2 separate regions of the Arabidopsis thaliana genome follow, and region 1 is linked to region 2. The links are chromatin contacts, called in public capture Hi-C maps. All regions are on one chromosome and are shown on one strand. The core of a region is the stretch at or near the end of the contact, and the rest is flanking DNA. Distances in the headings are between cores, read along the strand shown.

Region 1 (3,295 bases), core at 477-2,976, 140 kb before region 2:
TTAACTTTTGGTATTTAATAGAGTAATCTGTTATGCTATTTTTTGGTATTTTAAATATATATCTTTTTAACAGCAAATCAATTATATTATATTATATTATAAAAATGTTACATAAAATCATTCAAATATAACCATTGAATCAAATAAATAAAATTGAACACAATTTTGATGAATAGGTGGAAGTAATCTTACTTTCCACACAGAAGCCTTACAAGCAACACATAAAATATGTTAAGTACTCTCTTCATAAACTTGTAAAATGTTAACATTTTATAGATGAAACTTTCAAATGTTTTTCGCATAAATTTAATTAAACAAACACAGAGATATGCTGCTTAAAATAGTTCAAGGATCATGTTTTTTGTTGTAACATCCTTGGCATCATTGTGGGTTAGTGACCATGGTTTTCTTTCTCATATAACATGAATAGTCTGATCGGAGGACAGAAAAGACATCATCATCGGACCGTGTCCTTGGAAACGGAAAGTTATCGTCGGTGAATGAGACTAGCGGAAACAAACTTTATAACAGATTCATCTTGAGTGAAGCTAATGCATCGAAAGACAAACCATAAATAAAACGTCTCCATGATTGGAGGAAATTGCCGGAAACATAATTGTTTCCAACCAACAAATGAAATCTCAATTGAGACTTCAAAACTAACTCGCTTGGATAGATGCATTATTTCTTATTGATTTGAGATCTGCCATCAACACTCTATAAAGCAAAAACTGCATCGAGAACATCGAAGGCTGATGAACAAAGGTCTCCAATCCAAGCGAGTTATAGTTAAAACTGGTTCGGTAAAATTATTTCAACTAATGCATCCAATCACACCCAAATATATCTCTTATGTTTCCCCGAAGACACTATAATTATGGAGTATATGTAGAGCAGTCAAGCTGATCATACTCGTCCCGCGAAGCATATTTTATAAAGCTTTTGTCTAGGAGGTTTAGAAAAAGTTTATAAGTGCTTCTTGGTCCCGGTTTTGGTTTAATGCATCTAATTTTTTTGCAGGAAGCTAGATATGTATTGGATGTCGATTATGCTAAATGAAAAAACGTAAAACCTTCTTATAGAACTACTAATCCTGTCAAAGAAAATTCTACAATTTTTAGCTTTCGGATCGTCCGAACCTCTTCTAAAAACTAGTAATGTAGTTCGTGTATGAACCTATGTGGAGGATATCCTTGAACTAAAGTATCTTAAGAGAAAATTACTCCAACAGAAAATTAACACTATATGTTAATAGAAATTGTAAAATGAGTTATATATAGATTATTAACACTAGACGTTAATATAAATTACGAGGTGGCCCCAGTTTTTTATCCCCCACGCTTCCCTCTCTTAGTCCTTATATAAACTTCTTGTCTTCCAATTCTTCATACCCAAAAACAATAACCAATTCTCCTAAAGTTTGTTTTCTCTCGCCTCTAAGAAACAATGTTGAGTGCCTTTTTGGGTCATGCGTCAGCTATTGCTATAGCTTCACCAGTAGTCAGCATTGTGGGCATCAGGTTATTTTCTTGATTTATACTTTTGGGATTATGTGAATATTGTACTCTCCCTCTCTCTCTCTTTCTTTTTTTTTCAATGTCATTTTCAGTTTATTGTTTAGCAGGCATATGCATATTCATCTTTTTCTTTACATGTTAATTTTAATTAAGGCGACAAACATATGGAGAGATGAAACACGTGGGGGTCGTTGAAAAACAAAGAGAAATGCCAACATTTCCTCAATCGTTTCCTATGAACGGTGGTGATGGTCCGCACAGTTACATCCACAATTCCTCTTATCAAGTAAGTAACAATGATATAACAAATATCTCTTTCTATATATTATATGATTTGAAAGCTAATTACGATACTATAGCTAAGATTGTTTGTATCACTTGTGATATAGAAAGTAGCGATAGATGGCGCTAAAGAAAAGACAAGTGAAGCCATCCTAAAAAACCTCGATCTCGAACTCTTGAACCGTAATTCTGATGAAAATATCTTAAGAATTGCGGATTTTGGTTGTTCTATTGGACCCAACACGTTCGAAGTAGTCCAAAATATTATCGATACGGTGAAGCAAAAAAACCTAAAAGAAAACAATGCCTATATTGGTGCTCCTCTCGAGTTCCAAGTTTGCTTCAATGATCAACCAAACAATGATTTTAACACACTTTTTAGAACCCAACCTATCTCTTCCAAACAAGCATATTTATCGGTTGGAGTTCCAGGATCTTTCCATGGTAGAGTATTACCAAAAAATAGCCTCCATATCGGTCACATTACCTATGCGCTCCACTGGCTTTCTACAGTTCCCCAACATGTTTGCGACAAGAAATCTCCGGCATTGAATAAAAGCTACATTCAATGTAATAATTTAGTAGAGGAAGTGACTGAAGCTTACCGGGTCCAGTTTAAAAAGGACATGGGAGATTTTCTTGGGGCAAGAGCTGAAGAGCTTGTTTCGGGCGGATTGATGATCCTATCAGGACAATGCTTGCCCGATGGTGTCCCTAAGGCTTTGACATGGCAAGGGGTTGTGATCGATATGATTGGAGATTGTCTTATGGATATGGCTAAACAGGTAAGGAATTTATTTCCATGACTTTTTTCTTATATTCTAAGTTTTCCAAACATGCATCATATTTTGTGCTTCAATGCTTTATCTTCCGTTTGCTTGCTTTATTCTTTGTAGGGAATTACGACCAAGGAAAAGATCGAACTGTTCAGTTTGCCCATATATATTCCGCATATTAGTGAATTCAAGGCAGAAATAGAGCGAAATGAAAACTTTAGTATCGAGACAATGGAGAAGATAAGTCATCCTATGGATTATAAGCCACTAACCAACGACTTCATCACTTCCATGTTTCGAGCCATTCTCAATACGATTATTGAAGAACACTTTGGAGATGGTGTGGTCAATGAGCTATTCGATCGATTTGCTAAGAAGCTCAACAAGTACCCAATTGATTTCAAAAGGTGTAAAAAGTATGTGAATTATTTTATCGTGCTTAAAAGAAAATAAAAATGGAGATAATGACAAAACTAGTTATGTCATCCTCAATGTTGTTTCATCATAAAAATAAATCATGTCAATTATTGTGTGTGTGTGTGTATGTTTAAATTCAATAAAAATGGTCAATTGTGCGTGTTTCATAAATTCTTACCTATCCTTGATGTCTAAAAATTTGGAAACAAAGAAAAAATCTTGAAGCTTTCTTTTCAAACATTTTTAGATTTATAGTCTATGGTTTGGATTACATCACTATATTTGTACAAGGCCAAAAGAGCG
Region 2 (3,322 bases), core at 394-2,893:
CTTTCATTGACCAGTTTTAAACTGCACCATAGTTCTAGTTTCTAACCATATGCACAAGGGACTAATAAAGATCGGATCGATATGATTTGACCTAAATACCCCTTGAACCCGGGACATCGATCCACTCGAGCTGTAGCTCAACCTCTCCACACTCCACGTGCTGGAGTCTAAGGAACATATTCTGGACAATCTTGCCTTGGTTCAACACAATGTGGCTTGATTCAGACAAACAATTTTTTCTGCTCGGCTCTATCTTCTTTATTATGGTCCCATTAGGAAGTCCTGGTCCGAGCTGATGGGCAAATTTAATAGCTTCAATAAATGGACCAATGTGGAACTCGGCTTCTCCCATCTTGTCATCCGCGGAGAGCAAGTCATAGTCATAAACCGTCTGCATCATAATTCCCACCGCTTATCATTCTGGTTCAGCTATCATGCTACAATATAATGTAAGGATTACTTACAAGTTTAATCGGGAGATTCGGATCAGTCACGGAAAGTGTCAAGTCGTCGTTCCACTCGGGGTTTACACTATGTTTCACCACGCGTGTTTTCAACTTCTGTATCACAATCACAAACAAAAGATTCAAGAACTAGCAAATGCTTTTGATTGATCTTAAGGTAAGTCAAAAGGCGACAACACAAGTTACAAATATTTCGTGGTGGAACCAGAAGAGATTGATGTTGACATCAAAAAATCAATGGCTTTTCACCAATATTCCAATGTTCATAAAGATCTCATGTGCAAAGGACCCACTAATATGAAACGAAGCAAAAGTCTACTTCTTCATTTACATGTATGCAAATTATAAACTATATAACTCAAACTCTATTCAGAGAAGGTATTAACTGGTTATTAATTTGGATTAGGTTAAGACAACTCATAACTAGTACTATTCAGACATATACCAAATCAAAAGTCAGAGACTTCACATTTAGCTTGTAAAGATTAGGTATAACTAAATATGTGATGTCAACCCTCAAAAACTGCCTCCAATCCATTATTGATAACCAAATTTTTAATCAAATTTCTAGTTAGTTTTGAGATCTACAAAAAGAATCAATAATCCACTGTCAAATTATAAAAGACCTCATTGAGTTTCACTACATAGACTCATCAATAATCTTATCTCTTTTATAATAAAAGTTTTACTACCGACCAACAGTTCAATAAACGCATCAGATTCTACTAGATGCATAACCAGATTTATTCTAAGATGCAAAACAGAATTGGCTAAAATGGAAGAGAATAAATTTTTGGTACCTGTTTACCGCAGTGAACGACGATGTAAGGATCACTGCTTGAGATGTCTCTAATGGCGAGATTCACACCTCTTTTCACATGAATTCGAAGAAGACCTACAAGATTCTCCATTGTTTGTTTTTCTTTTTGTTTTTTTCTCTCGTAGAAAGTTTGTTGGAGTGGGTGTGATGATGAGAGACTTGGAGAATTCGGACAGCTCTGATGAGGTTTTGTGACTTTTGTCTATTTTCTTATATAGATACGGAACTGATTTTATCTTCTTTATTTTTCCGAGGATGGATATATTGTAGACTTTTCTGCCTCGAGCCACCTCTGTCTCTTTTTTACTTTAATTGTTTACCATTTCTAAAAAGACATGTAAAACAAAATAGATTATTGGAAAACAAGAAATTAAGTGAACAATACAAAAATAATAATAGAGGAACACAAAAAATACAAAACAAACGTTGAGAAACCGAAGAGATTCTAACTAATTTTAATAATTTTTCTAAATCATATGCTTCATCCTTTTTATTAAATTGTGGAGGTTGAAGATGTTGTACTATATTTTTCTAAAGTTACAAATTCTTACAATCATTTGTTTCTTTTTCTTTTAATTTAAAATATTGTATTGTCCAAATTTGTCTTACTCGTTTTTAGAGAGTGTTATGTTAATTCATTAGCTGGTTAATTTTTTTTTTAATAAGAATTCTGACCTACTTTGCCTCTTAAAAATTTATGATTTTTTATATGATATGTTTTTGTTTTGTTGTTTGGTGTTTTTTCCTCTTATTTATTATAATTGAGTTGAGAAAAAAAAAACTAGTACTTTTAGTTTTGGATTAGATGGCAATAGGTCGTGTAAAGGTTTTTAGGGAATTTAAATGTTAGTTTGAATTAGAAAACCAAATGTTAAAACTGTATTATCCGGGGGAGGTGACGGATTAGTCAATTTCTATGGGTATTTTACCGACTATTTAAATAATTTTTGTCGTATTCAATTGACCAATACACTCAATTATTCGTCTCGATGATGCAGCTAATTAGAAAGTTAGTATTTAATTACGCAATTAATTTTTAATTACGGGCACATGTCACGCCAAATTTGGATTTGACCAGCAAATTAGAGTTTGAAGACTTTAATTCTTTTTTCCTTAACTATAAACAAAGGTCTGGTACGTATTTGATTTCCATCACCATAACTATAAACAAAGGAGTATGATTTTGTTGCGCGAAAATTTATTTTTTCTAGCCTTCCAAAATTTTCATGCAACTAACCAAAAGTGGCAGTGTAAATTGGTAATAAATCAGTATAATTAGAAACAATCATTGACTAAAAAACTATACACAATATTACAATATATTATGGACCAAAAGTTATTGTATTTTATAAGATTTCCAAAATTTCATGCAACTAATAAAATTAGGATTAATTATAGAAAAACCATAATAAAGTATGGTCTATTATGAATTTAGCCATATTCTCGAGTGATTATAAAGACGGATATTTTTGTTTTTTCTAAAATATTAATTTGCCTTTATTATTTTTTCTTCTTTAAAATTTTAATTGGGTCTTGAGATATAATTTTGACGAAAATGACTTAAGATTTGCTCATGATTCACAATCATATACTTTTCAGTTATTGCATACATGATTGTTCTGAGTTCTTTAGACATTATCTTTTACGGTTAAGATGATTCGATCCGCATCTATAATTAGAGAATTTGGGTTCTATAACATCATCTCTTAGAGCTTAGATATCTTACATCAAAACTTGTTTAATTAGTTCTATTGGATTCATCGAAAAAGGTTGGTCGTATAAACGTTGTGTGAATCATCGAAGCATAAGGAAACGATATTGATGGAGTCGAAAATAATGATTTTGATGGAATGTAGAGTCGGTGTTAATAAACAAATTTGATTATCACGACGGAGAGAATTGCAGTCGATGGAGACGGTGAGGGTTGTTGGTCTCATGACGGAAAAAACGAATTGGATTATCATCAACAAATTTGAAGGCGAAATCGTCATTTTGCGGACCAAACAGTACCCAAGCTTATAAGTCCAAGTAGAATATA

The links. Capture Hi-C pulls out chosen DNA fragments and counts their contacts.
Region 1: a contact with region 2 is called in a capture Hi-C map of shoot, with 2.3 times the contacts expected there. The contact joins the promoter of AT5G37990 here to the promoter of AT5G37740 in region 2. A contact is called at or near these places in 1 of 26 Hi-C or Micro-C datasets (root) and 1 of 3 other capture datasets (shoot).

The regions. Positions count from the first base shown.
Region 1 is chr5:15,133,600-15,136,894 of TAIR10.1, reverse strand. AT5G37990 (S-adenosyl-L-methionine-dependent methyltransferase superfamily protein) reads left to right here and starts at 1,726. Exons shown (of 3, transcript NM_123158.4): 1 at 1,726-1,803; 2 at 1,907-2,584; 3 at 2,696-3,028. The coding sequence starts at 1,726. The coding sequence ends at 3,028.
Region 2 is chr5:14,990,201-14,993,522 of TAIR10.1, reverse strand. AT5G37740 (Calcium-dependent lipid-binding (CaLB domain) family protein) reads right to left here and starts at 1,643. Exons shown (of 3, transcript NM_123133.4): 1 at 1,265-1,643; 2 at 465-560; 3 at 1-391. The coding sequence starts at 1,375. The coding sequence ends at 92.